Linked DNA regions of Mus musculus: all the other regions are linked to region 5. A link is a contact called in public HiChIP or PLAC-seq and promoter capture Hi-C data. All regions are on one chromosome and are shown on one strand. The core of a region is the stretch at or near the end of the contact, and the rest is flanking DNA. Distances in the headings are between cores, read along the strand shown.

Region 1 (2,700 bases), core at 135-2,634, 830 kb before region 5:
CATGTTTAATCTTAACAACAATCTTTTGATCAATGAAGAAATAGAATAATGACATGTAGTATCACTAAACTCTGACTGGTAGGTATAAATCTAATATTTCCTACATCATGTGCTCTAATTGGGAACAAATGCCAGAGTCATTTAGTCTATACCTAACCTTACCATGGTACCTTCAAACACCAGGAGTGTGTGTGTGTGTGTGTGTGTGTGTCTATCTGCCTGCCTGCCACAGGTCAGATTCCCTGGGAGTTGTAGTTACAGATGGTTGTGAGCCATCCAACACCTGGAACCCATCTTACACCCTCTGGAAGAAGAGCAATCATTCTTAAAAGTTGAGCCATGTCTCCAGCCCCTACACAGCAGATATTTTTATGACTAACCTGTGTTGACTGATTTGTGCAACTTCCTTTACAGTCCTTACCTCCTGTACCATCTCTACACCCAGCTAGACTTGGACTGCTACAAGTCTGTTAAAAATAAATAAATAAATTCTGCACTGGTGTGCTCCTACCTCCCTGGCTTACCAAAGAGCTCAATAAACCTTTCCGCTACACTTTCAGCTAAGTGACCCCCTTAGAATCACAGCTTCTCAGACTGTTTCCAGGTACTAGGAAGGCGACTTGATTCTGACCTCATACTTACATCTGGGCTGTTTAGAACAGAGCCACAGATCATGAGCACCTACGAAAGAGACCGTTCAAACTTGCTCGGACAGGGCTTGTTCGCGGAATCCGATGGCGGAGTGCTTGTTTAGCATGCGCAAAGCCATGGGTCCCCCTCCCAGAGCCTAAATTTCAAATCCGCAGCTCTGATGGAAGCCGAAATTTGCTGATCACACCCAAACCTTTCAAACCAGGAGACCGCTCTGTCGTGAACTGGAAGGGGCTTTTTAAAATAACGTTTTGCCTATCAACGCTCCTTCACTATAGACAGCAGGCTCCCCAAGCCAGGAGTGTAAAAAATATTTGAGAAGGGCTGTAGGTGAACGTGCGTAGACAACACAGCTGGTAGGTGAGTCCCCTTTCAAAGGCTTCCCAACCCGAAAGAGGGGGGCTCGCAAAAGCTGAAAACACCGGCGTGGCAACGCGGAGTCTAGGGCCTGGCGGCTGGGGTGGCCGCGCGCCCACGGCGTCTTCCCTCCCCTGGTGCGGCCCGGCCGCCCATCGGGGTCTCGCGCTAGCCCCGCTCGGTCCCGGTCTGCACCTGCATCCCCAGGACATCTCGAAAGAAATGCACTGTCTGGAAGCGGTTCTTCACTTTGAAAACGAAGTGCAGAGCTCGACGAGTGGCCATGGCTCCCAACACGAAAACCGAGTTCCAGGCAGAGGGACACCCCGCCCACCAAACCGGGAAGGATCGTCGGGTGACGTCACTAACACTCGACCGCGCGCTCGGGTGAGGTAGCGCGCGCCAGGGGAAAGATGGCAGCGCCGGCGAAGGGCATGTGGTGCTCCCTGGGATCATTGCTGCGGGTGGTCCAGACTCGGGACCTCAACGCTCGGCGCTGGGTCCGGGCGCTGCGGCGTAGCCCGGTGAGAGTGTTGTCTCCCTCGGGACAGGTGGAGGAACGGAAGCGCGCTCCTGACCAGCAGCCTCGCAAGGCGGTCCCTAAGGCCAGTTCCCAGGGACAGCGACAGAAACAGCCTCTTGAGACATCCCCATCCCAGACCCCTCACACCTGGGAAGAGGCAGGGCTTCGCTACGATAAGGCCTTTCCCGGGGACAGGAGGCTAAGGTGATATGTTTTTGAGACTTGTCATCTGCTCCCGTTTCTTTTCTTGCTTCACTGTGAAGCTTCTGGCTCTTACTGTTTCGACGGTGCAAAATAAATGTCGTCTTTTGAGGCTTGTGCGTGTCTGTTAGAACTTCATGTATCCCTCCATGCCAAGAGCGTTGATAATCATCCCCTCTCTGTTTGCACCCACAGCAGTGTGATGACAATAGTTAAGTCCAGGCCTTTTCGGGAAAAGCAAGGGAAGATCCTACTGGAAGGTCGCAGGCTGATTGCAGATGCTCTCAAGGCTGGAGCTGTGCCCAAAGCGTTCTTTTTTAGCCGTCTGGAGTACGTCAAGGAGTTGCCGGTAGACAAGCTGAAAGACGTCAGCCTCATTAAGGTGAAATTTGAGGACATCAAGGATTGGTCAGACCTAGTAACGCCACAAGGAATAATGGGTCAGTGATATACAGTGTGCCAATATCTGGGATTTCTATTTCATACAAGTGTAGTATCCTAGACTTTCTTGTTCATACTTGTCTTAAGGTAACGAATTTTATTTAAATCAAGTTTAAATTTTTATTGACTAACGTCTAAAAAGAAATAGGACTTCTCAGGCCTCTATGTTTTGATGGTATTTTACTGGCAACTGAACCAATTTCTCATTCATACTTAATTGTGGGGCTTTTGCTTGTTTTTGACAATTGTAGTTCAGGCAGGCTTCACATTCTGTATGTAGCTATGGATAGCTTCGACCCCTGACATTCCTGTTTGCACCTCCTTCCTGCTGAGGAGGCATGAAAAAAAAAAAAAAAGCCCAGTTGTTGTTTGTTTGTTTGTTTTATGGAATGTTAAAAACATTTTATGAGCCAGGAGTAATGCAAGCCTTTAAAATTCCAGAATTTGGAAGGCAGAGGCAGGCAGATTTCTGAGTTTGAGGTCAGCCTGGTCTACAAAGTGAGTTCCATGACAGCCAGAGCAAACAT
Region 2 (2,700 bases), core at 152-2,651, 850 kb after region 5:
ACTGTCCAAAATCCTCACCCAGCATCTTCCCCAGATAACTCCACATGCCACCTGCTGCCTGGGATTCTTTACAGCAAGCAAGATGGCTCCCCAGAGCCCACAAAAGGATCTACAGAGCATCAAAGGAGCAAAGCTGGAAGACTGTAAGGACCGAAAGACTCTCCTAGGAATGAAACTTAGGGCAGAAGTCACTTGCTTCCAGGATGAGATGGGGGAAGTGCTGTGGACAAATTGTTGGGGTTTGACCCACGTTCACATGGAAAGAACTCAACATTAAGCTGCCCTTTGAGGGCCTCCTTCTTCCTCTACAGATATTAACATCAGCCACGTGGTTGTGTCCTGTTGAGTCCACTGAAATTCAGTAACAAGCCTAACCATGTCCCTTGGGTCTGAATAATAGCCTCTAGTTCTGCACAGCTATGGCTAGCCTGTTATTGGCCCATGGCTTACTGGGGTTCCTCAGGTCACAAAGTCATGGGATCTTATTTTTCTGTGCTATTGACTATTCCAACTACTCTGGGGTTACTGCCCCTTCTTCAAGTTTTCCTCCATCTGAAACAATCAGCTACACCTGGTGGGTTGAAGGTGTAGCTCAGTGGTAGAGCCCCTCCCTATCTATCAAGTATGGAATCATGTGCCAGGTCCTGGTAAAAAAAAAAATGAAAATTTAAAACTAAAACAGTCATAAAGACCCCTGATATTCATGCTTATCCCATTTTCTTCGTCAGTTCCAAGACCGAAGCTGGTATTGGCATAAAAGATCTGTGTTCCTGTGGCTATTCTTGTTCTACAGAGGAAATAGAGGAAGCAAGGTCTGGAACCCCATGGCTACATGGGGACCCAGGGTGCTGCCTTCAGCACCCCACAGCTTGACCCAGGTTGCCCCCTACCAAGTGGAGAATGTCTCCCCAGGACACAAGTGCCACTGGCTTTTAACTATAATATCAGGATAATTAAGCTTTTCTGTGAGCACAGTTTGCTGCTGATGCAGCTGCCTGGAGCCCTGGCATTTATTGAGCGCAAAGTAATAATTTATTGTCCTTTGTACGTTCAAAAGCCGTCTTCATTATCGGCCCAGGATGGAGCTGCCACAAGGGCAGGCGGGCCTCACCAGCTGCCTCACTGATGTGCATCTTTCCAGATCACCCTTGTAGCTGTCAGGTACCAAGGTGGGGTGGAGAGAGAGGTGAGGAGGGGGTGTTCTCTTTAATGGAGAATCCGATTAGAACCTGACACCTTGGTAAGCTACAAACCCGGGAGAGGGTGGCAAGCTTGGCTGGGCGTGGGCAGCTCGGGAAGGCGGGGGCTGTGTGCCACATTAGCAGGGCAGTCCTTTCCCCAGGGCTCGAAAGCCTGTTCTCTTGCCGCTGGGTCTTCTGCGCCTTTGCTTGAGACTTTACGGTAAGCCGCTCCTCCTGCGCCCCCGCCCCCAGCCCCGCGCGGCGATCCCGGGCGCCGACGCCAGGCGCTGGCCGTGGTGCTGATTCTGTCAGGCGCTGGCGGCGGCGGCGGCGGCCCCGCTGCTCTCCCCGGGACCGGCTCTGCCCCCCGCGCCCACGCCTCTCCCAGTCCCCAGTTCCCCTACCGCGGCCCCGACCCGGGGCGCGGCCGCAAGCAGCACCATGCGCCCAGCAGCCCTGCTGCTCCTGCCCTCGCTGCTGGCGCTCCTGGCTCACGGTAAGGGACCCGGGCGTCCGGCCACAGGACGGGGGCGGGCGCGGACTCCCAGGGGTAGGAAAGCAAGACCATCCCGGCGCCTTGCTCCGTGCGTCCTGTTGTTCCTCCCAAGCACCACGTCCCGCCGGCTGCGCTGTCCCCGGCGCCGACCCAGCCGGGCGGGGCGCGGGCTCTACGGGCGGGAAGCCGCCGCGGCTCCCGCCATTCGCGCCCGGCCGAGACCTCGCCTTTAATCATCTCCCCGGATCTAATGGGATTTCTCTGCTGCAATTCATCACGCCACCCCCTCCCCGCACACACGCGCTCTCCCGCGCGCTCCCTCGCTCCACTCCAGGCGTCTAGGGGCGCCCGGGCGCGTTGCGGGGGGGGCGGCAGGTCGCGGGTGCAGAGTCCGGACAGCCCAGCTACCAGCCCGCCGTTCTGCCTACCCCGCTGGTCTCCAAACTTCGCTCGACTTTGCCGCTTATTCTGGGTCCCTCGTATCCTCACTGCAGAGGAACTGGGTCGGGTGGTGGCCGGACCCGGGACTGGGACATCTCTCACCTACCTCTGCCTTGACGCTGTCAAGTCAGGATTGGAACCTAGAACACAATTCTGGGGAAACATATCCGGGGACCCTGAGAGCCCACTGCCCAGCCCCTCGCTCTTCTCTGGGTTGCAGCAACTGAGGTCCTGGGACTGGCTGCCCTCCCTGAAATTCTTTTCTTGCACACAGACACACACATGCACACACGCACATGCACGGAGCGCTGCTTCTCTTCGGCTCTGCCTTCCTGCCGGGTTCTATCGACCTCGGAGCCGCAGACTAGTTAGCGGAACTCACCGTTTGTCCCAGCCCCGGACGCCGAGTCAAGTCCTAACTTCATTGATCTCGGTCAAGAAACGCTTGGCCTCGGAGTTAGCACCAAGGGAGTTTGGAGGAAAGATGAATGGGAAGCAGGAAGGGTCTGAAGCAAGTGGTCTCGGGAGTCTTCAAATGCTTAGGTCATTCTCCGCTTTTACTAATCGCCTGCTGGGGTCCGC
Region 3 (2,700 bases), core at 96-2,595, 550 kb after region 5:
CTGAGTTCGAGGCCAGCCTGGCCTACAAAGTGAGTGCCAGGACAGCCAGGGCTACACAGAGAAACCCTGTCTCATAAAAACAAAAACAAACAAACAAAAAACCAACCAACCAACCAAACAAACAAACAAAGCTATGGAAAGCTGGGCAGTGGTGGCGCAGCCTTACTAAGATATAGACTAGATAGGAACTACAGATGAATACACTGTCACAGAGTGGGATGGTTCTCTGGCTTCTGATTGGCTGGCCCCAACGCCCAGCTTTTCCACTATCTTACTTCCGGAGCAGAGAGTAAAAGGATAAAATTAGGAGGGAAGACCAAGGACAAATGGGGAAGAGTCTTGTATGCCATTCTCATTAGCTCAGGTTTTACTCTGGAGCCTTTAAGAAGTTAATGGAAATGTATGAGCCAGAAATATCTTGGACAGATAGATATATTTGTTAGCAAATTCAAGTCTTACTCCTCTTTAACACTTAGAATTCCTCCAGGGCTATTTAGCCTGTTTGGGAGAGTGACACTGCCCAAGTCTTCTTTTCATATTCTGCCCTCTAGTGGTAAGAAGGAAAACAGTTATTTCAGTAACCACCACTGGGAAAGGATTTTGTTTGCTGCTTTGTCTTTTTTAAAAATTGAGGTAAAGGGGCTGCAGAGATGCTCAGCAGTTCCCAGCACCTAAATGGTCGTTCACAACCATCTGGAGCTCCAGTCTAGATACCTTCTTCTGATCTCAGGAAAGAGATGATGCCTGCTTTCCTCACACTCAACTTACCAATCAGCTATTTTTACATTTATTTACTTATTTACTTATTTATTTAGTGTGTGTGTGTGTGTGTGTGTGTGTGTGTGTGTGTGTGTGTGTGTGTGTGTGTGTGTGTAGGTCATATGACAACGTGGAAGAGTTGGTTCTCTTTCCATCATGTGGTCCTAGGGATCAGGCTTGGAGGCAAGTACCAGCAGAACCATCTTCCTAACACTGTTTGTTTGTTTGTTTGAGACACTGTTTCTCGTTTAGTCAAAGCTGACCTCCAAAGCCATATGTATCCAAGGCTAACCCTGAACTCCCTATCCTTCTGCCTCTCTGCCTCCTAGGTAAGGGGATAACTGACCTAAGTCACCTCGCGCAACTGTACACCAACTGATTTGCTCTGAATGTCAGTAACTCCTGTTTCTCTCAGAAAGACTCTCAGCTGAGACCTCACATTCGTTTCAGGATCTCCCGCAGCTCCTGAACATACACTCACCACCTGGTTTCTCACACTCACCCCCACTCCCACCTCACCGCACTCCACCATACCTCCCCTCCCCACCTTCACTGTCTTGGCTGCTTTTCCATTCACGGACTAGGCAGATTTTTCTCAACCGGCGGCCATGAGCAGTCAGCAAAGGATGGGTCTGCTGCCACCAGGTGGTACTGTAGTGAAGTGCACATTTTTCTTGGAACCATTTCCTCTCAGAAAGTTCTTACAACTTGGTGGTTTTAGTGGCTGACACCTGCCTTTCTACATCTGAGTTGTAAAAGGATAGTGCTCTCCTAGGCTCAAATCTAAAGAATGAATTTGGAGAAATAGAAATCAAGAGTGGAGTCTAAACCGGGCGTGGTGGTGCACGCCTTTAATCCCAGCACTCAGGAGGCAGAGGCAGGCGAATTTCTGAGTTCGAGGCCAGCCTGGTCTACAGAGTGAGTTCCAGGACAGCCAAGGCTACACAGAGAAACCCTGTCTCGAAAAACAAAAAACAACAACAACACCAAAACAAAACAAAACACAACAAAGAGTCAGTCTGGATAGATGGCTCAGAGGTAAAGAACGCTTTCTGCTTTTGCGGAGGACCTGGGTTTTGTTCCGAGTAAGTACCTGGTCCCACAACCAGCTGTTACTCTAGTTGCAGAACACTGAATTCTTTCTTCTGACCTCCGAAGACAGCAGGCATACATCTTTTTATACACTCATGAAGTAAAAATAAATAAAAATCTTTAAACTTTTCACATAATCGCAGGAGCTGCCCCCTCCCAGACACAGATGCACAGCGAATTCTTCATTACTGACATTGCACGGGTATGAGCAACATGCTCACAGCAGCTTCAAGAAGGGCAGGCCTGCCAAAGCATTTTCCCTGTTTCATTTGAAAAGAATTCTCTTCCCCATACCTTTACCCTCAGTCCTTTGTCCAAAGTCCCTGTGTCTCTAAGACAGAACTATGCTGATGGTAGAAGTAGAACAATCCACTCATGTCAGAGCTGGCAAGACGGCTCAGGGGTAAAGAGCCATGTAAGTTGACTGCCTTAGCTGGATCCCTGGAACCCATAGCAGACAAACAGAAATGACTCCTAAAAGTCCTCTGGCCTTCACCTGCAAACTGAGGCATGTGCTTGTACCACAAAAATGCTAATAATAAGTAGAATAAATTTAAAGAAGGAAATGTTGACTGGGAAAAAAATCAGGATCTCTCCTCAAAAACCCCAGTTGTTGGGGCTGGAGAGATGGCTCAGAGGTTAAGAGCACTGACTGCTCTTCCAAAGGTCCTGAGTTCAAATCCCAGCAACCACATGGTAGCCCACGACCATCCTTAATGAGATCTGACCCTCTCTTCTGGTGTGTCTGTAGACAGCTACAGTGTACTTATATATAATAATAAATAAATCTTCGGGCCAGAGCGAGCAGAGGTCCTGAGTTCAATTCTAGCAAATACATGATGGCTTACA
Region 4 (2,700 bases), core at 201-2,700, 720 kb after region 5:
CTCTGGAATCCTGATGCCCTAGAGACAAGAGGTCCCTGGCAATGTGCCACCACACTATGGCAGTATTTCCCCGCCTTGCCAAATGCGACTCTTGCCCAGCTTGGTAACACACAGGTGCTCACAAGCCCAGTGGGTTTGGCGGGCTCTGCACGTGGGGGTGGGGGCGGAGACCAGGTAGGCAAAGCAGAAACCTCTTCCTGCTTCTGTGGGGACTGGGCTGGCTTTGTTGTTACTTCAAAGGGTTCTAGAAACAGGCCCAGGAAGGTCCTCAAGAAGTGAGCACACAGATCTTCAAATACAGGATCTGTGTGCCCCCCTACCCCCCGCCTCTGTTTAGGGGAACCTGAGAGTGCCTGAAGGAGCCTCTCTGCCTTTAAGAATGAGGATGCCAGCTTTCACACCCTGGAAGACCTTCCTTGGGCTTTATTAAATCAGTGTGGCCAGCCCTTAAGCTGGTTTTCCTTTATTCTTCTGTGGAAATAGAGAAAAGCGGTCGTTTATATGAAAAGAACACAGTGCTTCATTGTGCTTGTTCTCGAATGTCAGCCAGACAGGATGGGATGTGAATATAGTGAATGCGGTGTAATTAGTAGACTCAGACCCAAGTCTCCCTGAGATTTGAGGCAGAGCCTGGTGAAACCGTCAAGACAGGTCCTGGGCTTTGGGCCTTGTGGAAAATTGGAAAGGCAGAGGCAGTTTGGAAATCCCCAGAGCCAGAGGAAATCCCCAGGGACTGAGAATCCCCAAAGAGAAACGGTACCCCCGGAGCCACCAATCAGGTAGTCTTTCTATGTATCCAGGATCTGACGGTTTAGTTTTTGGGGGTAGACACCTGTTCTTGTAGAGCAGAAAAAAATGGTGCGCTCGTACACAGGGTTCTGAGCAAACCTTTGGATGTGTAAAACTGCAGTCTGGTGGAATGGAGGGCCGGAGTGGCCGATCCTTGAGTCTTTGGGACAGAGATCTGTGACTGCCCTCCCTATGCCCACTGACTCCACTTACTGCTTGTCTGAGGCCGCTCGCCACTATAAAACTCAAGACGTGGCTTAAATCTTTGAACTATAAACTCAGGTATTCATTCATTCACTTTTCCATCAGTAAACACTTAGTAAACATCTACGTGTTGGTGCTATTTCAGGTACAAAGGATAAGTTAGTAATGAAAAAAAATATAGGCGCCCAGCGCATTTTTGCACCTCCATTGCCATCTCTCTCCTGGGTAAAGTGAGAGGCCATCTTGCTGCTGCAGCCCCCCTGAAGCCTCAGCTCCCCAGGACGCTTTCTGGGGGCGGGTCCACCAGAGGTGAAATCTGCAGCCTTGGCTGTGCCAGCAGGTCCATGAGAAGGGGAAGGCTGCCCTCTGCCGGAAAATCTGGGGACACTGCAGGGCGGAGTGGCTCTTGAGTTCCTAGCGCATGCGCTGAACCTGGCTCCACCCATGCGCTGGCGGCTAGGCGGAACAGGAAGTGCAGTGATAGTCAGGTCTGAGGCCGATTTGGCCACTACGGCTGCCCGTGTGTGGACTTTTCGGACAGTACAGGTTTCCACTTACCAGCCCTCACCCTCTTGAGGTCATCTCTCGGCTTCTTTAAGGAGTTTGGCTGCTTCCCTTTCAGTATCTCTTGATCACTTAGTGTCATTAAAATATGGAGACACCCCTGCTAAAGCGTTTTCTGTAAATGCTGTGTTTAAAGCTGCTGTTGAGGAACCTCAGCCGTCCTCTGATGGGGTGCACCTGTCACGATTGGTGGCTGGCGCTCCCCTACCCAGGAAGCAGAAGTTCTGTGGTCTCTCCCAAGTCCTTAGGGCTGAGTGCTTGAAACAGGGCTCCCTAAACTTCCCTAAACAACAAGTTCCATTTGTTTTATTAGGTACTGTAAATTAGTAATACAAACATGTCGTTGGTACTCATTTATGAAAAGAGTGTCAGTAGATTCTTTTTGTAACTATTTTTATTTTATGTGCATTGGTATTTTACTTGCATGTATGTCTGTGTGAGGGCACCAGATCCCATGGAACTGGAGTTAAAGATGGTTGTGAACTACCATGTGGATGCTGAGAATTGAACCTGGGTCCTCTGGAGGAGCAGTCAGCGTTCCTAACTGCTGAGCCGTGTTGCAACCCTATAGACTCTTTCACATTTACTTACTGTTATTTGTATGTGTGTGTTAAGCATGAACATGCTACAGCACACATGAATGAGAGTTTGTGGATTCGCTTCTCTCCGTCTTGTGGATTCTGGGATCAAACTCAGATTGTCCAACGTGGTGGCAAGTACCTTTACCCACTGAGCCATCTCAGCCTGATGGACTGAGCACACACACACACACACACACAAATGCTATTTATTTGTTTAAAGACAGGGACTCACTGTGTATCTCTGCCTGGTCTGGAACTCACTCTGTAGACCAGACCGGCCTGGAACCTGCCTCTGCCTCCTGAGTGCAGGAACTAAAGTCGTGGGCCAACATGCCCAACTAAACGTGTGTGTGTGTGTGTGTGTGTGTGTGTGTGTGTGTGTGTGTGTGTGGTGTATGCACATATATATGTATATACATATATATTTATTTACAAGATCTTCAGGAGGAACGAGGGACAGCTGGAGCAGGGGAACATGCTCTCCTTAAAGTTTTAAGGAGAACCTCAGTTTTAGTGTTTCCACCCTATGTATTTTCTGATAAACCTACTATGTGTAATAACA
Region 5 (2,700 bases), core at 178-2,677:
TTTAGATAGTGAAGTGACAGGAATCCTAAACAGGCTAGTGGTTTTTGCAAACTTGCTAAAAACCAAAATGTTCTAAACTGTCCTCTGATTTTTTTCCCACACAGTAGCTAAGATCTTGAAAAATTGACTAAGAAACCCACGTAGAGATTCGGGCAAGTCCCCATTCACTTATTTGGCTCAATTGCTTTTGTCTGCGAGCAAGTCACCATGGGGGCAAGTTCCCATCCGTCCACTGGGCTCGTTTGCTTTGCTTCAGCGCCTCTGAAAACCATCACCACATTTTTTTTGTAACTAGATATTTTCTTTATTTACATTTCAAATGCTATCCCAAAAGTTCCCTATACCCCCCCCCCCGCCCACCCACTCCCACTTCTTGGCCCTGGTGTTCCCCTGTACTGGGGCATATAAAGTTTGCACAACCAATGGGCCTCTCTTCCCAATGATGGCCGACTAGGCTATCTTCTGCTACATATGCAGCTAGAGACACGAGCTCCAGTGGGGTACTGGTTAGTTCATATTGTTGTTCCACCTATAGGGTTGCAGACCCCTTCAGCTCCTTGGGTACTTTCTCTAGCGCCTCCATTGGGGGCCCTGTGGTCCATCCTATAGGTGACTGTGAGCATCCACTTCTGTATTTGCCAGGCACTGGCATAGCCTCACTCAAGACAGCTATATCAGGGTCCTTTCAGCAAAATCTTGCTGGCACATGCAATAGTGCCTGGGTTTGGCCATCACCAGATTTAATACGTTTCGTTTCTCGAGGTTTTGGCTTTAAAATGCAAAGGCCACGGGACATGCTTGGCACTGCAAGGTTTACACGCCCAAGAATAAATTTCCAGGCAGGTAAACCGTATCTGTGTCTTTCCCGGCAGCGAAGACCAGTTTCCTATATGCCTACTCTTTTCTGTGGCTTCTCAGCACCACACTCGTAACCCCAGGAGGGAGGGCGGGAGGCTGGTCTTGCCTGAGCATCTGCCAGGGAGAACGAGGCCCTCAAAGGCAACCAGGAGTTTCTCTTCTCGGTGCCCCTGAGCGCATCCAACCGGGAGAAACTCAAGCGCGGGGTAGGAAGCAAGACTGAGGGGCCTCAGACCGAGCTTTTGGAAAATAGAAAAGTCTCGCTCTCTGCCCCTCAGCCTAACTTCCTTTATTTCCTCACAAGTTTCTCAAACTTCGGGCTTGCAACCTGGAAAAATGTACCGGACGGGGGGTGGGGAACCTAAGTGGCTCGGAATTCCTCGCCTTCTCCCGCCTTTAACCGGGGCGGGGGTGGCCCTGCACTTCCGGCGACCTCAGACGCCTCGGCCTAAAGACTCAGTCTCCCTGGCTTCTTACTCCCCAGCCGGACCCTAACTTCCCCATCACTCACTGCCTGCCCGGGATCGCCATCTTGTTCCCGTCTCCGCTGGACCTGGTCGACGCGGACGTGACGAGACGCTGACGCCGACGTGTATACGCGCACTTCCGGTTCCGGTACTCGCTTAGCCGCTGAGCCTACCGCTGTGTCTTGCTTAGGATGCGGCTCGGCTCAGAGTCTTAAAGTCAGGGCGGGGAGGCGATGACCAAGTTCTAGTCCAGAGAGAGGCTCGTGGACCGCGCTCCGGGGACGAGCCTCGTCACTGGAGATAGTGTTAGAGTCACGTCCAACCGCGACGCCTGCTGAATCCGGACCGAGTCGGAGTGGGCCCCAATTATCTGAATTTAATGAGTTTCAAAACGGCTCCCTACACATCTATTGCTTTGTTTTGCTGCTCAGTGTAGCTGGCTCTGAGTGACTAAAAAAACCGAAAAGCCATAGAACCTCAATGTGAACTGATTATTTTATTTAAATAAAGCCTTTCTATATAATATAACCCTGACTGTCCTAGAACTCAAGATCTTGCTGCCTCAGCTTTCGGAATGCTGGAAATGCAGGCACCCTCGCCGAGAACTGATATTAGCAGTGCAGTTGTTTGAGACCATCTTGCTCTATAGTCCAGAATATCCTTTTGCCTCAGCCTTCTAAATGACAGTAACTCATCACAAGTGTGCCACCCCATTTTAAAAGACAAAACCTGGCTACATTTCATCTGTGCATCCACCATTTAGAACTAGTGTTGGCAGCCAGGGCTATACAGAGAAACCCTGTCTCGAAAAACCAAAAAAATAAAAATAAAAATTTTTTTTAAAAAGCCGGGCGTGGTGGCGCATGCCTTTAATCCCAGCACTTGGGAGGCAGAGGCAGGCAGATTTCTGAGTTCGAGGCCAGCCTGGTCTAAAAATGAGTTCCAGGATAGCCAGGGCTACACAGAAAAACCCTGTCTCAAAAAACAAAAACAACAACAAAAAAATTAGAACTAGTGTTGGTGTCTGGGAATTACCGTACAAACCACTCAGACACCAATCTCAGTCTAATAGAGATTAAATATCACACCCCAAGACTGAAAAATCAGGTCCACAGACCAAACTCAGGAGCTGACTGTGGCATTGAGTTAAGATCCTATAGGGCTTTTAAGCCTAAAATCCACAAACATCTGTGCCAAGTTACTCCACCAATCAGGATTTAGAGTTAGGCAATTTCATCAGAAGCATTTTTTTTTTTTGTACACTTATCCTGTTCTCATTAGTTGAGGTATTCAACTGTGGCAGAGGACTTGCCTAACATTCATGTCTTAACTTGCCAACCAGGACATCAGTTATCCATGTACATGCCTCTTTCTA

Evidence for each region. Promoter capture Hi-C pulls out the DNA fragments that hold promoters and counts their contacts. HiChIP or PLAC-seq counts read pairs in DNA pulled down with a chosen protein or histone mark.
Region 1: an H3K4me3 HiChIP or PLAC-seq map of bone marrow-derived macrophages shows a contact between it and region 5, with 7 times the contacts expected there. The contact joins the promoter of Mrm3 here to the promoter of Nsrp1 in region 5.
Region 2: a contact with region 5 is called in a promoter capture Hi-C map of embryonic stem cells, with 2.7 times the contacts expected there. The contact joins the promoter of Sez6 here to the promoter of Nsrp1 in region 5. A contact is called at or near these places in 2 of 39 promoter capture datasets (embryonic stem cells and pre-B cells).
Region 3: an H3K4me3 HiChIP or PLAC-seq map of stem cell-derived neural progenitor cells shows a contact between it and region 5, with 3 times the contacts expected there. The contact joins the enhancer-like site here to the promoter of Nsrp1 in region 5. A contact is called at or near these places in 6 of 39 promoter capture datasets (the 3T3-L1 cell line, the C10 cell line, embryonic stem cells and 3 more), 1 of 484 Hi-C or Micro-C datasets (natural killer cells), 11 of 115 datasets of contacts at active chromatin or transcription factors (bone marrow-derived macrophages, cardiomyocytes, embryonic basal ganglia and 6 more) and 1 of 9 other capture datasets (adipose tissue).
Region 4: an H3K27ac HiChIP or PLAC-seq map of T-cell acute lymphoblastic leukemia shows a contact between it and region 5, with 10 times the contacts expected there. The contact joins the enhancer-like site here to the promoter of Nsrp1 in region 5. A contact is called at or near these places in 3 of 39 promoter capture datasets (3T3-L1-derived adipocytes, hippocampal neurons and pre-B cells), 1 of 484 Hi-C or Micro-C datasets (embryonic stem cells), 3 of 115 datasets of contacts at active chromatin or transcription factors (T-cell acute lymphoblastic leukemia, embryonic limb bud and large pre-B cells) and 1 of 9 other capture datasets (macrophages).

What each region holds. Positions count from the first base shown.
Region 1 is chr11:76,242,352-76,245,051 of GRCm38.p6, forward strand. It overlaps Mrm3 (mitochondrial rRNA methyltransferase 3), which reads left to right and starts at 1,385. Exons shown (of 4, transcript NM_183263.5): 1 at 1,385-1,735; 2 at 1,928-2,172. The coding sequence starts at 1,422. It overlaps Glod4 (glyoxalase domain containing 4), which reads right to left and starts at 1,348. Exons shown (of 9, transcript NM_026029.3): 1 at 1,204-1,348. The coding sequence starts at 1,293.
Region 2 is chr11:77,929,438-77,932,137 of GRCm38.p6, forward strand. Sez6 (seizure related gene 6) reads left to right here and starts at 1,402. Exons shown (of 17, transcript NM_021286.4): 1 at 1,402-1,677. The coding sequence starts at 1,623.
Region 3 is chr11:77,629,181-77,631,880 of GRCm38.p6, forward strand. No RefSeq gene overlaps it. Among named protein-coding and RNA genes, the nearest start is that of Taok1, 23 kb to the left of the region's middle. Within about 2 kb of position 1,346, at least 137 of the 459 cell types and tissues checked have an H3K27ac peak or open chromatin away from gene starts, as enhancers often do. A contact at or near this core is called in adipose tissue, bone marrow-derived macrophages, hippocampal neurons and 4 more, where this site is marked.
Region 4 is chr11:77,791,996-77,794,695 of GRCm38.p6, forward strand. All of the region lies in intron 1 of Myo18a (myosin XVIIIA), which reads left to right. Among named protein-coding and RNA genes, the nearest start is that of Gm10277, 4.7 kb to the left of the region's middle. Within about 2 kb of position 1,451, at least 277 of the 459 cell types and tissues checked have an H3K27ac peak or open chromatin away from gene starts, as enhancers often do. A contact at or near this core is called in T-cell acute lymphoblastic leukemia, macrophages and pre-B cells, where this site is marked.
Region 5 is chr11:77,077,010-77,079,709 of GRCm38.p6, forward strand. It overlaps Nsrp1 (nuclear speckle regulatory protein 1), which reads right to left and starts at 1,428. Exons shown (of 7, transcript NM_001012309.2): 1 at 1,370-1,428. The coding sequence starts at 1,389. Mir423 (microRNA 423) reads right to left here and starts at 1,163; the gene lies at 1,055-1,163.